Regions from separate parts of the Mus musculus genome. Here all the other regions are linked to region 7. A link is a contact called in public HiChIP or PLAC-seq and promoter capture Hi-C data. All regions are on one chromosome and are shown on one strand. Each heading gives the region's core, a stretch centred on a gene start, on an enhancer-like site or on the middle of the called end of the contact. The rest is flanking DNA. Distances are from core to core; before and after follow the strand shown.

The links. Promoter capture Hi-C pulls out the DNA fragments that hold promoters and counts their contacts. HiChIP or PLAC-seq counts read pairs in DNA pulled down with a chosen protein or histone mark. Capture Hi-C pulls out chosen DNA fragments and counts their contacts.
Region 1: a promoter capture Hi-C map of neural stem cells shows a contact between it and region 7. The contact joins the enhancer-like site here to the promoter of Tmem218 in region 7. A contact is called at or near these places in 8 of 39 promoter capture datasets (the 3T3-L1 cell line, cranial neural crest, embryonic stem cells and 5 more), 1 of 15 datasets of contacts at CTCF or cohesin (the NIH/3T3 cell line), 3 of 484 Hi-C or Micro-C datasets (cortical neurons and embryonic fibroblasts) and 13 of 115 datasets of contacts at active chromatin or transcription factors (craniofacial prominence, differentiating embryonic stem cells, embryonic basal ganglia and 8 more).
Region 2: a promoter capture Hi-C map of adipose tissue shows a contact between it and region 7. The contact joins the promoter of Tbrg1 here to the promoter of Tmem218 in region 7. A contact is called at or near these places in 6 of 39 promoter capture datasets (the C10 cell line, hematopoietic stem and progenitor cells, liver and 2 more), 2 of 484 Hi-C or Micro-C datasets (B cells and CD4 T cells), 3 of 115 datasets of contacts at active chromatin or transcription factors (embryonic stem cells, extraembryonic endoderm stem cells and memory CD8 T cells) and 2 of 9 other capture datasets (adipose tissue and liver).
Region 3: a contact with region 7 is called in a promoter capture Hi-C map of second pharyngeal arch cranial neural crest. The contact joins the promoter of Ei24 here to the promoter of Tmem218 in region 7. A contact is called at or near these places in 17 of 39 promoter capture datasets (the 3T3-L1 cell line, 3T3-L1-derived adipocytes, the C10 cell line and 12 more), 1 of 115 datasets of contacts at active chromatin or transcription factors (liver) and 1 of 9 other capture datasets (adipose tissue).
Region 4: a contact with region 7 is called in a promoter capture Hi-C map of liver, with 2.8 times the contacts expected there. The contact joins the promoter of Chek1 here to the promoter of Tmem218 in region 7. A contact is called at or near these places in 6 of 39 promoter capture datasets (cranial neural crest, liver, maxillary cranial neural crest and 2 more), 2 of 484 Hi-C or Micro-C datasets (CD4 T cells and CD8 T cells) and 1 of 9 other capture datasets (liver).
Region 5: a contact with region 7 is called in an H3K4me3 HiChIP or PLAC-seq map of embryonic basal ganglia, with 4 times the contacts expected there. The contact joins the enhancer-like site here to the promoter of Tmem218 in region 7. A contact is called at or near these places in 5 of 39 promoter capture datasets (cranial neural crest, frontonasal cranial neural crest, maxillary cranial neural crest and 2 more), 1 of 15 datasets of contacts at CTCF or cohesin (the NIH/3T3 cell line), 2 of 484 Hi-C or Micro-C datasets (cortical neurons and embryonic fibroblasts), 8 of 115 datasets of contacts at active chromatin or transcription factors (embryonic basal ganglia, embryonic forebrain, embryonic limb bud and 4 more) and 1 of 9 other capture datasets (liver).
Region 6: a contact with region 7 is called in an H3K4me3 HiChIP or PLAC-seq map of neural tube, with 5 times the contacts expected there. The contact joins the promoter of Fez1 here to the promoter of Tmem218 in region 7. A contact is called at or near these places in 9 of 39 promoter capture datasets (the 3T3-L1 cell line, cranial neural crest, embryonic stem cells and 5 more), 5 of 115 datasets of contacts at active chromatin or transcription factors (embryonic forebrain, embryonic hindbrain, embryonic midbrain and 2 more) and 1 of 9 other capture datasets (embryonic stem cells).

Annotation. Positions count from the first base shown.
Region 1 is chr9:36,915,089-36,918,140 of GRCm38.p6, reverse strand. All of the region lies in intron 7 of Pknox2 (Pbx/knotted 1 homeobox 2), which reads left to right. Among named protein-coding and RNA genes, the nearest start is that of Gm34652, 58 kb to the left of the region's middle. Within about 2 kb of position 1,585, at least 70 of the 459 cell types and tissues checked have an H3K27ac peak or open chromatin away from gene starts, as enhancers often do. A contact at or near this core is called in craniofacial prominence, differentiating embryonic stem cells, embryonic limb bud and 3 more, where this site is marked.
Region 2 is chr9:37,655,830-37,659,157 of GRCm38.p6, reverse strand. It overlaps Tbrg1 (transforming growth factor beta regulated gene 1), which reads left to right and starts at 1,846. Exons shown (of 9, transcript NM_025289.3): 1 at 1,846-2,160. The coding sequence starts at 2,014.
Region 3 is chr9:36,795,522-36,798,850 of GRCm38.p6, reverse strand. It overlaps Ei24 (etoposide induced 2.4 mRNA), which reads left to right and starts at 1,517. Exons shown (of 11, transcript NM_001199494.2): 1 at 1,517-1,638.
Region 4 is chr9:36,725,164-36,728,159 of GRCm38.p6, reverse strand. It overlaps Chek1 (checkpoint kinase 1), which reads left to right and starts at 1,502. Exons shown (of 13, transcript NM_007691.5): 1 at 1,502-1,597; 2 at 2,282-2,363. The coding sequence starts at 2,299.
Region 5 is chr9:36,932,277-36,935,407 of GRCm38.p6, reverse strand. The region is part of intron 6 of Pknox2 (Pbx/knotted 1 homeobox 2); the gene reads left to right. Among named protein-coding and RNA genes, the nearest start is that of Gm34652, 40 kb to the left of the region's middle. Within about 2 kb of position 1,462, at least 96 of the 459 cell types and tissues checked have an H3K27ac peak or open chromatin away from gene starts, as enhancers often do. A contact at or near this core is called in cortical neurons, embryonic basal ganglia, embryonic fibroblasts and 2 more, where this site is marked.
Region 6 is chr9:36,830,832-36,834,245 of GRCm38.p6, reverse strand. Fez1 (fasciculation and elongation protein zeta 1 (zygin I)) reads right to left here and starts at 1,506. Exons shown (of 10, transcript NM_183171.5): 1 at 1,335-1,506. It also overlaps the pseudogene Gm27219.
Region 7 is chr9:37,206,281-37,209,709 of GRCm38.p6, reverse strand. It overlaps Tmem218 (transmembrane protein 218), which reads right to left and starts at 1,487. Exons shown (of 4, transcript NM_025464.3): 1 at 1,305-1,487.

The sequences.
Region 1 (3,052 bases), core at 336-2,835, 290 kb after region 7:
GACTATTATAGCCAACTGCTCAATATTTTAAAGAGTAAATAGGGATATATACAATAGGGTCAGTGCTGGAGACACATTGCAGGACAAATTAATTGAGCTTTTATGGCTACAACATGAACTGGTGAGAAAGGAGCTCCCGCAGCATTGACTGAGCTCCCCGTATCACAAAAATAGCGTGCACTAAGTATTTATGTGTAAAATTTTAATTTATCCCTCACAAGACTTCAGATGGACATTATATTTCCTTATGACACCCAAGGAAAGAGAAAAGGATATAAGAAAAGAGACAGGCCCGACACCATACACTAAGTAGTGAATGTGTATATGGTTATTATAGAGCCTGTGTTCTTCTAACATAGTGGCATCCTGTTACAGATAGAGAGGAGAGCAAGGTTCCTGGTCCCAGGTTAGGCATGGGATGACTGCAATCCAGGGATGCAGAGACTTGAGGGGACATAGCAGTTACTGTGGAGCATGAGTTTGGATTTGGTAACTGATTGGAAGATGGGGAAGTAAGTAGGACATCCTAATGTACTGGGCTTAGCAGCCTGTAAAGGAGCCAGCTCTTAGCTCTGGGACTCCCCAGCAGTCTATGGAAGTCACTGACGGCCCATCTCTCCCTCAGAGGGGTAGACTTCTCCCTGACATGCAGCAAGCTTTGCTTTTCCAAAGTTATCAGGGAGGTGGAAGGCGGTATACTGCAGTCACTCTTGCCAAGGCCTTAGGACTTCTGCCCCATGCTTGATCATCTTGAGGACGTGACCTGTGACTTTTCAGATCGGGTGGGGACAAAGGAAGGTGGTCCACCTCAGGAGTATTACCACTTAGACGGGAAAGCAGCACCCCAGACCAAGGAGGCAAGAAGTGGATTTGTGCTACCCCATTGCGCCATAGCAGTAGAGCTGTGACTTCTGTTGGGCTTCATAGTGTGTAGTTCCTGCCCGGTGGGTGAAACCTGAGAGCTCCCGCTCCTTCCGGGAAGGAGTGTTCCTTAAGAGCAGCAGCTGCTGCTTGTCTCCACAGGCCTGGAGTGCCTTTCCCTTGAGGCCAAAGCCCCCAGCTGGGGTGGAACAGGACAGGATTAGATGGTTTGTTTATATGTGCTTGGCTTCCTTGCTTTTGCAAGCCTAGCTCTTCTTGGTCTAAGGCAGGACTCTGGCTGTGATAGAACAGAGGGACTCTGCCAGAAAGGCTGTCTGGGGACAGAGGCAACCTCCTCAACCACCTAGACGCGCGTACAGCCCAGTTAGACCACAGATCTATGAAGCATCTAGCACGCACTCCAAAATGTGCTAGGCACAGTGTCAAAGGAAGAGTCAGCCTTCTTTCCCTCACAAACCTATTCCCAAGCTAAGGCAACAGACATCTGCACAAGAGAGAACCTTTCTGTGTGCCCTGTAAAAGGTGATAGGAAATAAGGAAGAGTCAAGAGGACTGTCCGCGTCCATGCCTAGAAAGATGGGACAAGCTTCCAGTGGAAGTGGGACACTGAAATACGTCCCACCCTCCCCTCGGACCAGGCAAGTTAGTCTTGGTGGTAGCCATCTGGGAGGGGTTGGTGAGCTGGTCTGAGGCTATGGATCCGCAGAGACCCCTAGTGGCCAGGGCAAGGATAGCAGATGGCTGGGCCCTGTATCTGGATCCTGTTCCTTAATCCTTTCACTGGAATCCTAGAGACCATCGGTTTTTTGTTTTGTTTTGTTTTTTTCTTAATCCTAAAATGCAAGGGATTTTGCAAGGTCATCCAGTTTATCTCCCTGTTTCAGGGACAACCTAGTAAGATAAAAATTCCAAACATCTCAAAATACATTCAAGAGGAATGTTTCCATCATTTATTTTTGTCATGCTTTAGGTTTTTACCCCATTGTGTGTGTGTGTGTGTGTTTGTGTGTGTGCATGCATGCATATGTGCATAAATGTGTGTGGGTGTGAGCATGCATGTATGTGTGCATATGTGCATGTGTGTGAATGTGTGTGAGTATTTGTATGTGAGATCGTGTGTGTGTGCTTCCCAGAAATTTCTTCTTTAGGTGAAAAATAACTTCCTGAGCATCTCAGGCCCTTTCCCTATTAAGAGTAAAGACAGAAGTCTTAGGAGACGGACAACTCTTCCAGCTGATGTCAGAGCACAGATCCAATCTTGTGGTCACAGCCAGTTTTTGTGTGCCCCATTATCCCACAAACACACTCCCAAGATCCATCCCAGAGCCCCTCTTGTTTCTTAGTAAATCCCTTTCTCTGAAGAAGTCTTCCTTTTTGTTCCAGAAATGAGAGTTGAAGTAAAACTGATGACCGTTGATTGATGTGCATAAGATGAGGGCAGGGGTGAGGGTGTTGCAGGTGGCACTCTGGGGGCACATGTTCCTTGCTTTTGTAAAGTTGCTTCTCCCTCTGCTCAGCCTCTTCTGAGGGACTCATTGCCTGTCCACCTCAAATAAACTGGTGTGTGTGTGGGGGGGGGTCATACCACCTGTGGAGGCCAGGTTTCTTGTGGCTCTCCAGAGAGACAGCAGAGTTCTTGGACTGAGCTCAGCTTCAGCTGCTTTTGGTGCCTGGTGCCTAGACAGCTCGAGAGGGATGCGAGACTGGATGCTGGAAGTGTCACTTACACTGCAACCACTGTGCTTCTCCGCTCCCTGTGGGTGTCCCTCTGTGAGTGTACACAGCAGCCGCCTGGGTCTGGAGTCAGATAAGCCTCCAGGAAGCTGTTGAGAAGACAACAATACCATGTATTTAGCCAATAGATTCTTCCCCAGGGCTTTCGCTGCTGCCACAGTGGCTTCTTCAAAAAAAAAAAAAAAAAAAAAAATGACGAAGACTGTCCCTAGAGAGTCAGAGCTGCCCTGTCGCCACCGTTCCACAGAGCTACAGACTAATATGCAACCTGACATCACAGCAAGGTGGGGTCTTTGCCCTCTTCTGAGACGGGGGCTATACTTAGATTTCTGAGGCTTGGTACCAAGTTCCAGGGGTGCACCAGAGAATACCAAAGGAAGCATATGACGAGGTCTGTGCTGTCCTGTGTAGCCTTGACTCAACTTCTCCTACTGCT
Region 2 (3,328 bases), core at 597-3,096, 450 kb before region 7:
TAGTAGTTCATCCAAAGAGGCAGTATTATGGGTGTCTTGGTGGTTTGGGATAGGGGGAGTTATTATTGTGTTGTTGTTGTTGTTGTTGTTGTTATTTTTTTCAAACCTTTGTTATGTGTCTACATGGATGACAGGTGTGTACACATGTGAGTGCAAGTGCCCATGTCAGATCCCCTAAAGCTGGAATTACAAATAGCTGTGCGCTACAGGATGTGGTTTCTTGAAACTGAACTTGGGGCCTCTGTTACTCATTCATTCATTCATTCATCCATCCATCCATTCATCCACCACTCATTTTGGAATGCTAGAAATCAAACCCAGAGCTCTTCACCTATAATATAAGTGCTTTGCCACTGAGTTAGATCACAGCCCATGGATTTTAAAAAAAATTCCCCAAGCTGGACATGGTTGTCTATGGCTATAGTCCCAGAATTTGGGAGATAGAAACAGGAGGGTCAGGAGTTCAGGGTCATCTTTCCCTACACAGAGAGTTTGGCACTGTTAAGAACCCAGTCTATCAAAGCCAACAAATAAACAATACCTTCTTTTTTGTCAAATTTGCAAGAAAATTGCCTTAATTGTAAAAGAAAAAGTCTCAAGTGAAAAAAAAAAATAATAATAAACATGTTTGGGACTATTCCACTGAAGTCTACTGGCCAAAAGAGCTTTCAACTAAAGCAGAGGCTGGGACTTTCCTCCTCATAGACACAACACACGAAGAAGATGAATAATACAAAAAGTCAGATAGATGTCAAAGTCTATGAGAACAAAATGCAGCTAAACAGCAAATCAGGCAGTTAAAACTAACGCTTTATTAAGAATAAAGTCAATTTCGATTACTATGAGTGCTTTCAGATTCCAAGCTAGAATTCCAGTATATATTTTCAAAGCAGTGTATTTTATAAGTTGTCACAATTCTGATGGCTTTTAAAACCAACTAAATCCACAGGAGCACCTTAGGTATTTGTGAAGGCAAATGGTACCCTGGAGTTGCATTATTAAGACCCAACCAAGTTCAAAAAAAGCAGCTTGTTACATGGGCAGTCATAGAAGAGTATCTACACGCTTTTTCTCTTGGGTTGCAGTTTGTCAAAACTGCAATGGTTTTTACAGTTTTCAGAGATTAAATACTTGGATCACTTACTGAATTCTAAGTTGTCTTTATCAGTATTAGGTTTTTCTCTAGTAATTCAGTGAGCGCGTTAATTATGTAACATACTTCTTGGCTTCCATGTACAACCGTAAACGTCTAGATTTGGAGAATTTAACAATAATTATCTTTTATATGAGTACACTAGTTTGGAAATCCACCCCATCTCATTTCTTACTTTGAGAGGGAGAAAACAAACAACAAAAACAAAATGTGAAAAAGAGGCTCAGTCAATTGGTTTGACACTACTGAAAGAAAAAAACGATAGGAAGTATGTGTACTTGAAACGCTCCTGGTTTCATTTTAAAACCACTGAAAGCCGACCTTGTGCTACTTAACATTTTATTAAAACAGTTTGCTAACTAGATACCAAGCTTTGGGGCAATCAAGGTCTTGTTTTACTATCCCCGAAGTTCACAGCCTAAGAAACACTTGTGCGATCAGCACATATGGGAAACTGAGTTCCCCGCATTAGTATTTAAGTCTGCTAAAACCCCAGGAAGGCCTGCTGCTCAGAGCAACCTGGGAAAGCAGATGTGGACGTGCATTCCCTGAGGGCACCTGCCTGAGCGTCTGCATCAGGACTTTAAACTCTTCCCTACTTCGCTGGCTATCAGCCGGGTAGGACCGGTTCTTTCCAGCTCCAGCTCCTTGCAACCCTGAGCCACACCCGTCCTCCCAGCCCACCGCTAGGTCCGAACCACCGCAACTTCCAAACCCGGAAGTTACACGTGGCGGTGCTTTTGCGCAACTTCCGGCGGGTCTTCCTTGGGAAATCGACTGGGAAGTGCCGAGGATCGCCATCTGTTTCTGCCTGCGCTCCATCCCCTCCGCGCCCCGGAGCTCCAGAACCCGGTCTGATCATGAGCGTGTTGAGCGGCCTGGCCTCCGAGCCGCGCACCCCGCTGTCCAGCAAGGCCAGGATGAAAAGGCTCCCGAGGAAGAGCCAGAACGAGAAGTACCGGCTGAAGTACCTGCGGCTGCGCAGAGCAGCTAAGGCCACGGTGTTTGTGAGTCTGGGTTTGGGTGGGGACTGTCTTCCCCACCTCAACTCTCTCAGAGAAAGAATATCCGTCCAGTGTTAGTTGCCTCGCTTGGGAATATTAGTTCCATATCCTTGCATAAGTTATTCCTCTAGTCCTGTCAACTCCTCTATAAATGAGGACTGAAGAGTGCTCCGCCAGCAAACTTTAGTCATTACCTTCTTGCTACTTTTCGTTTCGAGCCTAAGGAGTGTCTTTTAAGGCGAGCACACTGAAATGAAGCCCAGAGGGATGACGTGCCCTAACTCCAACTTGGATACCCTGATTCCAGTTTATTATTTACTCTACACAGCCTGTTTCCTAAGTACACCCAACCCTAACGCCATGGCTGCCGCTTTCGTAAACAGGCACCTAAATCTTTCAAAATTGTCCTGGTTGTAGCTCCCTTTGACGAGGCTTCTAGGTGTTTCTGCCTTCCCTCCATCCGAAACTGAAAGTGGAACTCAACATCAGGAAACAGGCTACCTCCTCCTGCTGAGGTGTATAGACACTTCCTGCTTTAATTGTAGGGATTTAGGATTTGATGAGTAAACTTCTTTACCAGCCAAGAAGTATTAGGGTCTAATAAATCTGATAACAGTCTAATAAATAGACTATTCTAGCTTAGCCAGTCACCTCAGTGCTTGCTTGGTAATAGGTATACGGTCCATATACCCTCACATCTGAACCTGCAGTTTAACACTTCTTTCTACAAGGTCTTTGTAGACGTATCGGGAAAAGTTTTGACTTTCAATTTGTTGTTGCTAAAACATTTAACGCTTGTATATGTGTCGAGGGAAATATGAGTAAATCAGGAAGTCAACACCTTATACTCACTGTTCTCTCTTGTCACATGATGTCAGAGCCTGCCTAATGCTTACAAGTCGACATTTAAAGATAGTGTTGGTTTCGTTAAGTATACAAAGATCTTATGAAACCAAAGGGTCTCCGTGTACTTAAACCAACTGATGCCTTGAACACCAATTTGAGGCTCCACCTGTGAAACACCCAAATAGGCATTTCCTTCAAAACTGGTTTCAAGACAGACTGAGCCATCAGTAAAGAATGATGGTACTTGGGTATATGCAAATAGATGATTAATTAAGAATTTTACATGCAAAACTTTTCATCCTTTTCTCTTCTCTCCCCTCCCCTC
Region 3 (3,329 bases), core at 268-2,767, 410 kb after region 7:
CCTGTACTGGAGCTAAAGGAGTGAGTACATCCCACCACACCCAGCCGCGAGGACTCCTAACCAAGATCTTTTGAGGTGGAAAGACTCTTTTTTAATATGAGCCACACCTCCTGTTGGCAGCCTATATAAAGAACATGGATGAAGGGAACTCACGCTTTCCTGCTTGCTCTTGCTCTCACTGGCAAGTCCATTCCTCCACTGGCAGTAGAGCCTACTACTTTGGGATTCCAGCGTGTACTGAAGACCAGCTTCGACACCCAGCCTTGTGAAGTGCACAACTGCTGAACTCTTGGACCTTCCATTCACAGGTAACCATTGTTGGTTTAGTTGGACCACAGCCTGTAAGTCATTCTAATAAACCCCATATATATTCATTAAGTTCTGTTCCTCTGGACTAAACTAACTGGGTGGTGGTGCATGCCTTTAATCCCAACACTTGGGAGGCAGAGGCAGAGGCAGGCCACCCTGATTTACAGAGTGAGTTCCAGGACAGCCGGAGCTATAGAGTGAAGCCCTGTCTCCAGCCTCCCTCCATCCCCCTCCAAAAAATAAAAGAAAACCCATCTCCAATCTTCTTCATTCCCTTCTCAGGGTTTATATGTCAGTCACTACTAACTCACTAGCTAACTTGTATGCTTTTCTTATACTTGACTCTTTCTGGGTTTTGTTTCTTAAATTCAAAGGAGAAACCTGAAAAGGGTAAAAGTGGCTTTTCCTACAGTTTCATGACAAGAAATTATGGAGCCAGGCTAGAAATGAGCCAGTTGAAAACAGCAATCTCTACTTGTTTTTTATCACAGCCATTCCATCATTACAATCCGCACTAAATGCTACCTAAGTGGTTGATGCCTTATATTCTGAATCACTCAAACTTCTGATCTCTTGCCTCCAAATTCCAAGTGCTGAGATTGTACTATCATGCCCTGTGTAATATAATTCTTGGACTTGAAGCCAGGGCTTTTTGCATGTGCATGATAACTGATTACTCTATTGAGTTTTTGTTTTTTGCTTTTGTTTTTTTCTGAATCAAGATGTTGTTACACAGCTCTGCCAAGGCTGGTACTTACTAGGTAGCCAAGGCTGGACTCGAATTTGGACCATTTCTTCTCTTCAGCTTTCCAAGGGCTGGGATTTCAGGTGTGCATCACCATACCTGGTTTATTAGTCTTTATAGAAAGCCTCCAAATTATCAAGGTGTCTCCTATTTTATTGTTTTCATCATTTGTTCTTAAAGGATATCAGAAAGACCAGCACTGATGTGTAGATAGATTAAGGAGGTTAACGATCGCTCAACAGTGAGAAGGGGTTTGACTAGGAGGCAACAAAGGTCTAGAATCCTGGACCTGGATACCCAGAATGAGTCTGGACTCTGAGGTCCAGCCAACTACAATTCCCAGGCTCCCAGACCACGCCCCCCGGTATGGCCCCGCCCTACCTCGCTAGCCCCGCCCCTGCCCAGCGACCGGCAGGCTGCCCGCCCGACTTCCCAGCTGCCCCGTGCGGCCCGGGCATGCCCAGTGTGGGCGCAGCCCCGGCTCTCCGAGCGCCCGGGCGGAGCGGGCAGCCGGGCGCGGAGCAGGCGAACCGAGCCTCGGTGGGCGAGCGCCCTGGCTGGAGCCGCGGCGGTAGGGTGGCGGGGTAGGTGCAGGCCGCGGCGGGCAGTGGGCTCGAGCCGCTTGCAAATCGCAGCCTGGGCGGCAGGGCCCATCGAGGGCTGGCAGGCCGGAGCTAGTTCCTAAGGTTCTGGAAGGGGCTGCGGCAAGGACCCCGGCCCCCGAAGGGCCCGGGACGCGAAAGGCGGCAGGGGCAGGCCTGGCGGCGGCGCGCGGGACTCAGGCTTTCCCCAGGTGCGGCGGGGCTATCTTTAGCTCCGGTGACCCTCAGTGAGCGAGGTCCGCACCTTGTGCGCGGCAGTGGCTGGGGAGGAAGACGGGTTCTCACCCCAATTGCCCCGACGCTGCGGGAGAGAAGGGGCCGAGTACCCCAGGTTGCCCAGGAGGCAGCCTGTGGCCGGGTGATGCGTGAGGGTGTTTACCTTTTCCCTACCTGGAGTGGGAAACACTGGCTTCCTCCCTTCCGGGACTTGAATCTGGTGGCTTCGGAATGAAAGTGCAGGAGTATGTCTCAGTAGGTGCTTAATCGGTTCTAAAGACTGTCAAATTTATTGGCCAGCAGTGTTTCAAGGTTTAAGGAAGGTGATGCTTGGGTTAAACAAAAATCCTCGTTGCAAAGCTTAAGCCAAAAAGTCCAGTCTCGGTTAGAACACTGAAGTTCCAAAGTTGGTTGTAATTAGCTTTCACTCACTGTTGACAAACCGTTTATATGTAAAATATTGTGAACCAGATGATGCATCTTGGTTTTCTCTGTTGTTAGAGCCCTTTGTGTCAGTCAGTGTGTGGTCTCAAATCGTGGAAGGTTATTTTTCTGCTTGTCTCAGCAATTTGTTAAACAGGGCAATTCATACCAAATGTTCTCTCCCATAGAAAAGTTGTTAGGCCCACGGTATAATAATGGCCTTTCCTTTAAAGGCTCTATTTGGTCACTGGTACTTTGTTAGTTGGTACATGAAGAAGCCGGGTATTAATCTGCCAAGGAGTCAAATAACACAGTGGTTCTGGGATATGACAGATTTTGAAGCTCCCTGTCTGGGCTCTTGGAGAAAACTAGAGTAATGGATTTTCTCACCTCAAGTCGGGTGTGTTCTTTAACAGGATTACATTTATCCAGAATTTTTTCAGCTTTGTTTATTCTGTCGTACTCTATCCCGTGAAGAATTTTAATATGCTACCCTTTATTTGTAGATGAGCAAGTTGTTGCTTAAGATGGTGGTACATTTGTGATATACCTTAGTGTCTTGGACATTTACTAGTTTCCTGGTCATGGACTGCTTTTTACCACAACTCCTAGAGCACTGGCTTTCTCTGTACACATGATTGAAGCTCTTGAGGTTTTCTTTTTCTGCTTTTTTAGGAGGGGGGAGTGGGAGTAGTAACAGATGTTTCCTAACCTTAGGAACTTCTCTAGGTGAGCACATTTGGGTAGGATTTGACGTAAGGAGCAGATGCAGGCAGCCTTCTGACTGTACTCCCTGTTTGTCCAGTTCTGAATGGCATCAGTCCAGTTGGGTCAGTGTGGTGCTGAAGTGGCCAGAGGTCAAGGAAAGTATCCTTTATGTTTTGAAGTTTGAGTTGTATACAAGCTGACTATTATATTTTATTATCTCTTAAATTGAAGATTCTAAGCTTGATTTGGTGGGGCATGATAACTTTGGAATCCTAAAATCTCATATTTTTGCAAGCAGACTTTCCATTCACCTGAGAGTTCACTTT
Region 4 (2,996 bases), core at 253-2,752, 480 kb after region 7:
GACTAGAGGAACCTAGATTCCATTTAAGAGCACTTGGGAGGCAGAGGCAGGTGAATTTCTGAGTTCGAGGCCAGCCGGTCTACAGAGTGAGTTCCAGGACAGCCAGGGCTACACAGAGAAACCCTGTCTCAAAAAACCAAAAAAAAAAAAAAAAAAAAAAGACTAAATCAACCTCTTGTAGATTTCAGAATATACACAGGAAATCACAAAGAAATGGAAATAATCTAATAGCTTGTTTTTAATTACACGAACCCTAAACTGATAACATGGTTTAAGTTTAAACATTTCCAGGTTAGATTTCATGGAGTTGGAGATGTAGCTCAGAGGCAATGCACTTGACTAGCCAGCACATGGTTTCATTGTTTCCTTATTTTTTGTATCCAAGTCCCTTTTCTTAGAATTGACATTTCTCTATTATGAGACTTTTGTATGCTTGGCAGGCATTCTACCATTATGCCATAAGTCTAGCCTAGTTAAGGAATATTGATTGTGCTCCCCAACCCACCTCCTTTTTTTTTTTTAGATAAGATCACACACACTCACACACCCTTGGCTCAGGCTGACCAACCTGAATCACTTTCCCTGGCTCAACCTCCCTAGACTGAGGTTATAGATGAGTCACCATTAAGTCTACTTTGCTGTTTGTTTTTTCTTGAAAGCGAGCATCTTGGTTGGGTATCTCCTGCTTTATCTCTATAGTGTGGTGGGCCACCGTGCTTGTTTAAGAAAGCTAGTACAGGCAAATAGTCGTGTGTCCCCCCCCCCCCAAAAAAAAAAAAAAGATTTAACTGGTTCTGGAGCCTCCTGTTCAGGCAATATTGGTGACTCTCACTGCACTTTCCCCTCACACATCCGCGGCGATGTGGTTTTTTTTCCCCTTCGTTTTTTTTTTTTTTTTTTTGGTAAGACTAACCCTGTATAACTCGGATTGCCTTGAACTCAAGATCTTCTTGCTTACGCTTCCCAAGTTCTAGGTCTACAAGCATGCACCACCACACTTGCTTTCCTTCGTTTTTTTTTTTTTTTTTTTTCAGAATTCCAGCAGCAGTTGCTAGCTTCTCAATTCGAATACTAAGGGGGGCACAATTGAGTTTACAGAGCACTCTGTGTCGCTTAGTTTGAGCCTTCCTCCCTGGGGCTCCGAGGTCAAGAGCAGGTCGGTTTACGTACTTAACGGTGCAGCCTTTGCAGGCTCTGAGTGGCAGGGAACCTGGGTTCTTGGCCCAACTGGTGGCGCAGTCTGGATGGAGGCTTCGGTGCCTCTGTGGAGCAACGTAAGGCGTGGCACACGCCCCGTGCCATTTCCATTTCATTCGGACTCAGAGATCAGTTCTCACCAAAGCAGTCGTCAATACCAAATCTGGTCAGCTTGTGTCTTAACTACGGCCACATCAGAATTTCAGCCAGTATTAGAAGGAAGGGTCCTTGCGCGGTCGGTCTACTGAAGTCGCTCCTCTGCAGAGCCTGGGATAGGACAACGCGCGCCGGCCCGCTTTACGGCAGAGGTGTGCGCTTTTGCGACAGCATGACGCAAGCAGGTTTTGGCGGGAAAAGCTGTGCATTTGGATTCCTGTGGCAGCTGGCAAAGGACTGCTTGGTGAGAAGGGCGTCCTGAACAGTGGGAAAGAACTCCAGCAAAGGACCCAGAGGGCTTGTTTAGTGTGGACGGGCGCGGGGAGGGAGTGGTCCAGACTAGCAGAGAGGTGGGAGGGCCGCCCGGAGCCCGGGCTGGAGCGGGTGGCCCGTGGCTCTCCAGCATAAAGGGACCAGAGCGATTGTAAGGCTCCGGGGTTCGCATGCTTTCCCGGCTCTAGGGGTCCCTGCCTCCCGCTTCTCTCCGCGGCTTGGCCCCGCCCTGTTCCCTCCCGGTGCTGGGGACACGTGCCGTTGGGGTGGGAATTGGAAGTGAGCGGGTGGGAGGAGGGGCTGCTCTGGCAGTAATTACCGTAGTTACACCCAGCTGCTCCCCACCCCCGCACCCTGACCTGCCCGCAACTCCCTTTCCGGATCATTCACCCGAAAGCTCTTGTCTTGCAACCCTGGAGCCAAGCAAGTGCTCAGTTTTGCATAAAGGCGGACGGAGGACAAACGTGGAAACAGGATTTGTGATAAACAGGACAAAATGTTCAAGTTCAGTATTATGACGTGGGTAAATATGGTTCAGATGTAAGATGAAAAGAAAGTCGTGCGGAATCATAGCAGGAGACATGGCTCAGTGGCATTACAGGTGATGAGAGTTTACACTCATCCCCAGTATTTTCTGGGATCCTGCATTTTACAGTCGCTGTGCTTGGAGTCATGGCAGTGCCTTTTGTGGAAGACTGGGATTTGGTGCAAACTTTGGGAGAAGGTGCCTATGGAGAGTAAGTTTGAGTCCTCATTTTAATTTTTTATTGCAGTGTGTGTCTGTCTGTCTGTCTGTCTGTCTGTCGTGCTATGGTGCGTGCACCTGTGGAGGTCAGAAGACAACTTGCAGGAGCTGGTTCTGTTGAAGGTTTGGAGGGATCATTAGGCCTGACAGCAAGAGGCTTAACCTGCCTGGCCATTACCATGGTCTTCCTAATTTAAATATTACCTGTTTGTTTGCTTTAGTTTTCCACCTGTTGTCTGAGTACACACTTTAAAAAAAGTCCTTTATTTCAAGTGGCAAAGAGCATGGATATTCGCATTTGTACATCAAGGCTCTGAGTGAGTGAAGCACATCCACACCTGTTCCTCCTCTTTTGTGATGGTAGACATTGAACCTAGTGCATCACTCATGCTGGGCTTATGCTCTGCCATGAGCTACATTTCTAGGCCTGTAAAACACCAAATTTCTTCTTACATTTGTTTTTGTTCAGATCAAAATCTTGTTAAATTGCCTAGGTTGGCCTTGAACTTGTACACTGTAGCCTCCCAGGTAGGTATGACAAGCCTGTGCTTGACGGTCCAATTTCTTTTCTTTCTTTTTTTTTTTTAATTTTACTTTTATAAAATTTTCTTTTATAAAAGAATTG
Region 5 (3,131 bases), core at 213-2,712, 270 kb after region 7:
TATAAAAGAAAGTACATGTTCTCACACACACATGTACACATATACATGAGTACACACGTGTGCACACACACACACATATTCAGTACATCTACAGGGCAGATGGCTGACTTCGGCATTATTCTGGACTGAAAATTACTCACATTGCCGCTATTATTGGCATCCAGTGCAGTACTTTGTGAAGAACTGCACTGGATGCTACCTGGAGAACCCACACTGGCCTGGAGGTTTGCGGTCTGGTGATGATTTAAAAGTGGGAGCAGGGCTCAGACGGGGAAGAAGCTCTTACTGGCTGCAAGGAATATTAGTGAAAGCTCCCAAGTCTACCTCTGCTCATCCCTGGCTCTTTCCCTCCCTAGCAGGCATCGAACCCTGGCTGCAGTCTCGAAGATTCCAGTGTGCTGGTCCTCCAGCTGGTGGAGGGCCAGGCTAACTTAGCCCTGCCCTGCTCCTCAGCTAGTTGGAATTAGGAGACTTTGCAATTTGGAAAGGAAAGTCTCAAATTTAGCCTCAGGCAGCTATGGAGCAAAGAGACAGCTCTTTCAAAAAGTCAGGATATGCTTGAGAAAGGGTAACTGCACGCGTGCACACATGTAATGAGCTTTGCGTCAGTATTTATTCTCGGTAGGACCTTGGTGACCGAACCCCTTGATGCTCAGTTTCCTCATCTATACAGCTAACTATACCCAACTCATGCGACTGGGATAAATTAACTGGATGGCTCATAGACTTGGCCCTTAAAAATGTTTTGCATCTGAAAATTCATCTCAATGTGGTATCGTGTTCTAGATCCACAGGCTTACCTCCTGGCTGTCAAAGACACACCATGGTCAGGAGCCTGAAACGTTTAGGGTAGGATAGGGAAATCCAACAGTCCCCTTTGCCATTGGTTCCTAGCCCTATGTCAAAAGGAGGAGACACAGAGGCCAAGCACAGGAGCCATCATTAGGACAAGAATCATGTCGCCAGCACAGCCGAGATGCACATAATTAGAAATTAGAAAAAGGTCAGATCCCGTTATTACCAGCTCAATCAGCTACCGAGTGCCACAGCCAGTTAATTTGGCATCTGTATTTTTTACAACCCCGCACACGTAGCCCAACGGACTGTAACTCTTTCTCCGGACAGATATACTGCGCAGCCAAGCAGGGACATAAAATGAGGGACCCCAAGCAAATGAGCTGAGATAATTGAGAGATTTATTTTTTATATATGTGTGTGTGAGGGCAGCTTTCCTTTGCCCTTGAATATTGACTTTCATAGATGAGATTGTCGGGAGGGCACTGGATTCCCCCAAATCTTTGCCCCTCTGAACACCCTCCTCCAGCCCCTCTCTGACCCTCCCCTGCTTTCTCCCACCTCTTGGGAAGCCCCGTTCTTCCTTCCCTCCCTGTAGCTCTTTGCCTGTCACACCCTCCCGTGCTCCTCACAGTCTCCCAGAGCCGCTTTTCCTGACAAGTCTCCATGGAAACAGCTGAGTCAGCTCTCCCAGTACCGCCCCAAATTTCTGAGAGAGGATCCAAGTTAGAGATTTCTGAGGGAGGGAATCCTGGAAGCTTGCTGCTCCACAGCGCCTCTACTGTGAGGAAAACGTAATTACAAAAAGGTTGGGGTTAGAAACCCAACCTTAGAAAGATGTCCACTCCCATCTCCTTTTACTCACAGCGATCCTCACGTCCATAGAAGAGAACCCTGGTCTTTGACTCCTGATTTTGTGCCTCTCCCACTGACACTCCGCCTCTCCCTGGTGACAATAAAGCCTTCACATAAGAGAATGAAACCAATATCTCCTTGGAGCCCCGACTAGGACCTTCCCCAGATCCATTTCGGGGGCAGCTTTCTATTCTCAGGTGGTTAAATCAGGAATCCCTGGTGACCCCTCTGGGATATAGTACAGTTCCTACACCATGCTTCTTTCTAACCTGGCCTCCAGATCCGACACCCTCCCTGGGCCTAGCAGCCTCTGACTGGCACTTGGTAAAGTTTGTAAAATTTGCAAGTTCCCCAAACCCCTTTGAAAGGTAAAAGCTTTTTGTTTTATAAAATCTGATTTACGGGCCCCCGGTGCAAGGCCAAGGTTTTATATATTATGCAAGATTTCAAACTAAGGCTGTAAAACGTACGGTTTCAGTTTCATGCATGGAATTTTTTTATGTGTAAATTTTTTAACATTTATGGGGCACGTTTTAATGAGACTCTGGTGTGGCTCCAGGGACAGATTATAGCTGCCTGACCGCAAAGCCAGTTCCAAAATGGGGCCTCCCAGGCCCCTGGGCCTACTCTGAAGAGGCAGGCCTGGAGGCCAGAGGCTAGGAGTGAGGAGTCACTTGAAGGAACCAGCTCAGAGCTGTAGGCCCACAGAGACCTCAGCAAGCCCTGATCTGAGAGTCACTCACCTTATCCTCCAGTCCAGGCTCTTGCCTAGAAGGGAGCTGAAAACCTCACAGACACCAGAAACAGCAAGAGAAATAAGCATATCAATGATGATGATAATTAACATTTATAGACCACTTACAGGTACCAGGTGCTATCCTAAGTTATTTGCATCTATTATCTTATTTAAAACTCACAAAGCTTAATATTAATATTAACAATATTATCCCCATTTTGCTGGAGGCACTTGCTTCAATTCTCAGACCACTTCCCCTTCTCAATTTCTCTCTCTCTCTCTCTCTCTCTCTTGCATACTGTCTGTGTGTGTGTGTGTGTGTGTGTGTGTGTGTGTGTGTGTGTGTGTGTGTGGTTTTATCTCTGGTGGCCTGGCTGCTACACTGGCTATCCAAACATCCCAGGGACCCTCTGTCTCCAGCCCTCCAGCACTGGGATTATAAGCACAGGCCACCACGCCCATCATTTTTATGTGAGTGCTGAGTATAGAACTCAAGTCCTAATGCTTGTGTAGCAAGCGATTTACCATCTGAACCATCTCTCCAGCCCTGCAGTCCTCATGTTAGGAAGTAAGATAACACATGGGATCATGCAACTATGAACAAAACAGAGCAGAGAACGAAGCTGTGAAATGCAGCTCCAACTCTAAACTCACATACACACACACACATACACACACACACATACACATACACACACACACACACATACACACACATACACATACACACACATACATACACATA
Region 6 (3,414 bases), core at 257-2,756, 380 kb after region 7:
CATGGGAAAAAGCCTCTCCCTGCAGCCTAACAGTACAGAAGCTGCAGCTTGGGTCTGCAGTACAAGTCCCCAGTCTGCTTCACTGAGCTGAATGCATGGTGGATGAGAGGGAGATTTCATCGTGCCTCCCCTGCTGGGCCTCTTTGCACCTCCACACATGCCATCCCATCTCCCTGGTCTTTCCATCACTTGTTCTGTAGACCAGTTGACTCTGTGCTTCCCCTCCCATTCCCATATAGATCCTTAAAATGCCCTCTGTTATCCACTTCCAGACTCCCACTGCTCTTCTGCAAAACCTGGCTAGTATAAGCTGTCCATTTTGCCAGAAAGAATAAATACTCATTTGCACATGGCTCAGCAACCCCTTCACCGGACTCGGTACCCTCCCCCCCCCTTCTGTTCCATTCACCTCCATTTCAGACCTCCTCTCCCTCTTCTGTCGGAGTAAAGAAAGGCTCTTCTAGGCAGCACAATGGCTGGCACTCTGAGGATGCACGGCTCATCCCACGCAGCCCCTGCTCATACTCCACTGTCTTCCCTTTGCCAAATAAGACCTGGTCACCGGGATGGGTGAGTCGTACTTGGAGACAAGATGCAAAGGGAAAGACAAGAGGGCAAGAAGAACGGATTGTATAACACCCCTTCAGCTGAACCTCCGCTCTGCAGCACCCTGGGCCCCAAGGATGAGGGCGGGCTCTGCACACTCCTTTTCGTCACACTCGTCCTTTCTCCAACCTGCTCTGTGTAGTAAAACAATCGCTCCCAGAGGACTGCAGCCAGAGGGTCTGACACTGCGAGAATGCCCCGTCTGAGGAAGGCTCCACACGCCGCGGAGGGGCACAAGTAGATTGCAGGATCAGATTCGTAGGGACAAAGATGATTTTGAGACGCCTAAGATAAGCGGAACACATAACGGTCCTGGAATGACATATGGAGTCCACATTGCTCCAGCACCATCAGATAGGGTTTCCCGGCACTGTGTTGCACATGAACACACACACACACACACACACACACACACACACACACACACACACACACACACGATGCTCTGAGATGATGCTACCAGTACCCACTCCGGGGCCCTTGAGCTTGAGCTCCCGCAAGACTGGGAAAGACCAGGACGACGGCCCACGAACCCTTCTTTTTACTTCTGAGGAAAAGACCCAGAGGAGATGAGAGTAGCGCATACCCGAGGAATCCTATGAGAGAATCTCCAATCCTCTGGTCTTCTTCACCACCCGAATTCGACCCCCCCCCCCCCCACACACACACACACCCGCCCCCAGGACTGGGGCTAGTCCAGACTAAGATCGCCTTTCCCACCACCGCACCTGAGCGGGTCCTGGAGGAAGGAATCGGATCCCAGGGCTCAGCCAGACATCCCCAACCACCGACTAGAGGTGGCCCGGTGCAGCACAACGTCAGCGGGCAAGCCAGCCAGCGAGCGCTCCCCCGCTGCTCCGGCTGCGCCTGGTCCCCGCGCTCGTGCCCGGGCTCCCGGAGGCGCGCCCGCACTCGGGAACCCGCCTAACGGGCGCGCCCAGGGCCTGAACGTCATCCTGTCGTGAACACTCATAGCTTCCTTAGAGCACGTGGACCTACCTTTATTAATATTTATGAATTGCCGTTCCTCCCTTCTTTGATACTGGCCCTTCTGCTTCCCACATGAATATTCAGAAGCTCCGAGATGGGGGCGTGCAATCGCTACCAATATGGATTCTTCAGATGGCCCAACACTAGGTTTTGTATAAAAATGCAGGCAAATGGAGTAGATGGGCAGGCAGATACTGACAGACACACTCAAAGAGCCTCTGGCACTTTTTGGACTGCCCTTCCTATTCTATTAGGGGTTGTAGTGGACAAGCCAAGAGGTGCGCCTTACTCCAAAGTCGTTCATAGCTCCAAGGTGAGGGGGCTGGATGGTGGGAATAATTTTGTCATCCAAAACTGTGGAATGCAAGTGAGAAATTTGAGTGAGGGGGATCCAGGAATAGAAAGACTTCAGACTTTACACCTCACACGTTGATGTGCTGTATGTAAATCTGTGCTTAGAGATGCTATTCATATAAAATCTAATAATGTAGTTTTAAAAAAAAGAAAAGAAAAAGAAAGAAAAGAGAAAAGACAGCACAAGAGAGGCATGTCTGCCTGGTGACACCTCCTAATTTTGTCTGATTTTAGGCCAAACCAAGAATGACAGCCGGGAGGTGAAGGGGGTCTTCCCTATGTTGATTTATGCACTCTTATCACAACAGTTCAATCATGAGGGGCAGGGAAGGCAGGGGGACATCATCTCTGATGAAATTAGAAAAAGTATTAGCCATTCTGCCCTCCTGGTAATTAGAAACATGAGGGTGTTTTTCTTGTTAGAAAAAAAAGTGGTCATGAGAGCTCAGCAGGTGAAAGGTGCTCATTGTCTAAACCTGAACCCGACTCTGGGGACTCCCATGAATGTGCTAGAAGAGAACTGAGTCCACAACATTGTCCTGCAACCTCCACAAGAGCACTATGGCAACTGCACCTATATACACACACACGCAAAACAAGAAATAGATGCTAAACCCTATTTTTCTGGCGTCATGTGGTTTTGTGACCTTGGGAAAGTTATCCTTGCTGCGGCTCACGTTTTCATCAACATAATGAGGGTTATACCTCCCACTTCCGAGGCCTGTTGTTAGATTAAGGGAGTGAACTCATGCAATGCACTTCTAGGAAGGAGAGGAGGAGCTATGACCCTTGGCTACTTCCTTAGCAGAAGCTTTAATGCACTTTTCTATGCTGGTTTTGATTGGTGATGGTGGTACGAGGTGTAGTGGAGGTTGGGGTGGGGGCTCAAACCATGTAGTCAAGGGTTGATCTTGAACGTCTGATATTTCCACCTTCACCTCCCGAGTGCTGAGACTACAGATGTGTACTTTCATACCCACGGCTTGTTTTTTGTTTTTTGTTTTTGTTTTGTTTTGTTTTTATGTGCTGCTGGGAATTATTGTGCATGCTTCTCAACTCCTAGAAATTATTTCTTAGATCTAGAAAGATGGTTCAGCAATGAAGAGCACTAACTGCTGAGAAGCCAAAATTCCATTCCAGGAGATTCAACACCTGCTTCTAGCTTCCAAGTGTCCCTGCAACTCAAGTGGTATATATATATATACTCAGACATCAACACATAGTTATTACAAAAATAAATAATACATCTTTTTAAAAAAGACTCCATGTGCAATATTCAGAGTATGAGAGAGGCTTGTGAGGAAAGTACTGGAACTGAGAAAGAGTTTGGTCTTTGGGAAAGAGTTTGGTCTTTGCAAACCCCAGTGTTCCAGCTGAGCATGGTGGCAAAAGTGTGCACACCCGGCACTCAGGATGCTAAAGCAGGAGTAAACACTTACTCTTTTAACTTTAGGGCTAGTCTGG
Region 7 (3,429 bases), core at 238-2,737:
TTCGTTAGAAACAAGTAACCTAGAGTAGGAAAAAAACAATTTGTATAAATTTAAACACATTGTGTAGCAGTTGACAAAAGCAAGACAAGGTCAGGTGCTTTGTTGTTTGTTTTTCTCCCTGTGATGGAGACTGTGAGGTTCCTTATAAAGTTCTCCGGACCCTTTTGAATCTATATGTCTTGAATTCTTCCTCCACCTAAGGTTGGTTTGACAGCCCCTTTCACCCAATTTCCAGGGGAAAACAAACAAACAAAGAAACAAACATCCTGCACCCTGGGTTCATTGGATGAAAATCCTGCCCACCACCAGGCTGAGGATCTTTGGTTGTTTTTGGTTTTTGAGACAGGGTTTCTTTGTGTACCCTTGGCTGTCCTGGAACTAGATCAGGTTGGCCTCAAACTCAGAGAACTCTCAGCCTCTGTGATTAAAGGCATGGGCCACCTCTGCAAGACAAGCTGAGAATCTTAAGGGAGAAAACTAATACCTGTCTCAGAGGACAGTTTGCTGTCTGGGGCAGATGGAAATTACAGATAAGGCAGTGTGGTGTAAGGCTGCTGGTGGATGATACCTTGCCCGTACCCCAAATTTCAGGACCAAGTCCTTGAACGCAATAGAAATGGTAGGTTACTGGACAGGATTGCCTTTCTGGAGATATCTTTTTTTCCCGGGTAAAGCTTTGTACACTTGGCTAGCCTCGAACTCACAAAGATTTGACTGCCTGTGCCTCCAGCCTGCTGGGACTAAAGATTAACGCCACTACTACGCCCAGCTCTCTTTTTAACTTTTTTTTTTTTTAATTGCTTATTCCAAACCTTCAAAAATAGTTAGAATGGCCTGATGTGGTAGTACACATCTGTCATCCTAGCATTCAAAAGGCTGGGTGGGGCAAGAGGACCGACCATAAGTTTGAGGCCTGCCGGGGATATTGAGCAAGGCCTATCCCCAAAATCAACAAACTGGAGGAGTGAGAGCCTACACTTTTTTTTTTTTTCCTACTTTAGAAACTTCAGCCTCGTTTGGGTTTTAAAACATTAGGCTAATGCCTCCTAATCTTTGTTGGTTAATCACATGCACCTCTGGGCAAAATCAAATGTCACGACCCCTAAAGACCAGGTGACACCTGACTGACAGAAAGAGGGTGCTTCAGCGTCCTGCCCTTTTTACTGGGCAGGCAGCGATTCAGTCTGCAGGGTTCACCACACATCAGCTCCCAGCACCGCAGCTGGGAACACTGGGGACTGAGCAGTAATCCCAGGCCTGCGGCCAGGATGACCTTCGGTGGCCCGCGCGCCTCCCGCCCTCACCTTCCAGGCGTCTGGGGCCAGCCTCCGGTCCTCACCCGGCTCTCAGGTTCCTCACCAGGACTCACCCCTCGCTCTCTGTCCCCTTCATCCAGGCTTTGGTCTACTTTGGACGAATCACAAGTAGGGGCTCATTTAAGAAATTTAAGATGGACCAATCAAAGCCGCCCTTTCAGCACTTAAGGGCGTCCTCAATAGCTGACGTTGGCTGTGGCTCCAGGCAACGCAAAGCGTGGTGGGTGGGTGGTGTGTACGTCAGTCTCCTTTACGTCCTCCCATTGGTCTATATGTACTGTCCTCAGTTTCAATTGGATAGCAATGCTTGTCAATCACACCTTGGTAAGGATTAAACCCTTGGACAACAACGGGAAGACCGTTTAATAGCTTCTTGCTTTCGCGATTGAGATTGCTCCGACCGATCACAGAGAGCTGTTCCGCGGTCTAGACACCAATTCCTGCCCCGCTATCTATCTGATGACCAGTCCGCAGGAGCCTGGGATTGTGGGGACAATCAAATCGGCTTGGCATTTCAGGATCCCTAGAATCCCTCCTGAATTGAATGCAGATCACTAGTTAAAATAACAACACATTCTCCTTACTGGGCCTTATTTTATTGGTAGTTTTTCTTCCTTTAGGTTTTGACATGTACCGACAAGGCAAGGATCAATGAAACCAAGAGACAGACTTGGGAAGAGGCCCGAGGTCACATAAACCCTTTTCCCTTCTTGCCACCCTATACTGGCAGCTGGTCCACATGTGTGGAAGAGTGTTCTTCCCTAACTGCTACCCAGAATGTGTCAAGATTTTGTATGCAGGCTATAGGGTGTCTGATCAAAAGATCAGGCCAGTGAATGGAAACCGGTCAAAGTTTGCATCCTTCGTCGTGCAAGCGTGAAGGGAAAACAAAAGCAATATAAGATTTGTGAACTGCGGTCCTGGAAGCTGTGTCCTTAGACAAAATTGGGCCTGGATGTATTCTATCTGCCTGCTCGACTGCCTGCCTGTCTCTGTGTCTGTCTCTCCCTCTCTCCCTCTCTCCCTCTACTTCTTTCTCTCGTCCCGTCCCTTCTCTCCAGATTCTCACTATGTAACCCTGGCTGTCCTGGAACTCATTATGTCAACCAGGCTGGCCTCGAACTCACAGATGTGTCTGCCTCTGCCTTCCTAGTACTGGTATTGAAGGCATGAGTCACTAGCCTGGCTTTCAGTGCACTCTTTTTCTGAATTATGAATGAAGTGGAGGCTGATTCAGTTTTCTTGACTGTAGAGACCTATAGGTCCTTACCTCTTTAACGACTGAACGTTAGCTGCCTTATTGAGGAGCTATGCTATTGTTACTGTAACTATGTACTATTAGAAACTGAGAGGATACACAAGAAATAAAATGTTACTCTTGTCTTAATGAGTTTTACATAGTTTTGTAATGGCAGGTCAAGGACACAAGGTGTAGATCTAATTTATAGTTAGTTACTCCAGAGGATAGCACACATGAGAACACTTGGATGTTTAAACTTTTATTTCCTGTGTATGCATGTTCTGCCTACATGCTGCATGTGTACCACCTGCATGCACATATCCCTAAAGGTAAGAAGAGGTTGTGCCAGTTTCCATCCCTTTCCAGCAGTCTGTCTAACTATGAACCCATCTAAGGTAATTAACTCACTGATGAGGCCTCAGGATGCAGTCACTCTTAAGCTCATCAGAGCCAGCCTTTGACATCCAAGCCATAACAAACTTTGTTAGACAGTTTTTTTTTCTCTCCCAAGCAAACAAAAGCAAAAGCAACTCGGAGTAATGTTTAGTTGTCTTTCTCAAATGTGTAAAATCATTTGTTCTTGATAGAGGCGGGGGGGGGGGGGCAAAATAAGCCATTAGGTGTTTTAAGTTAATACAAACTATGATCTCATGGGGACATTTGAAGTTTGCCTGTATGTTTTTTAGTTATCAAAGTGTTCTCTGGTCAGGTGTGGGGAACACCCGTGTTCCTCAAATTTAGGAAGTTGATGCAGGAGGATCACCATAAATTCAAGGCTGGCTTAGGTTATGCTATATGGCATTTTCAACCTATGAGTTGTGATTCCTTTCAGGGTCGAACAGCCCTTTCACAGGGGTCACCTAAGACCATGGG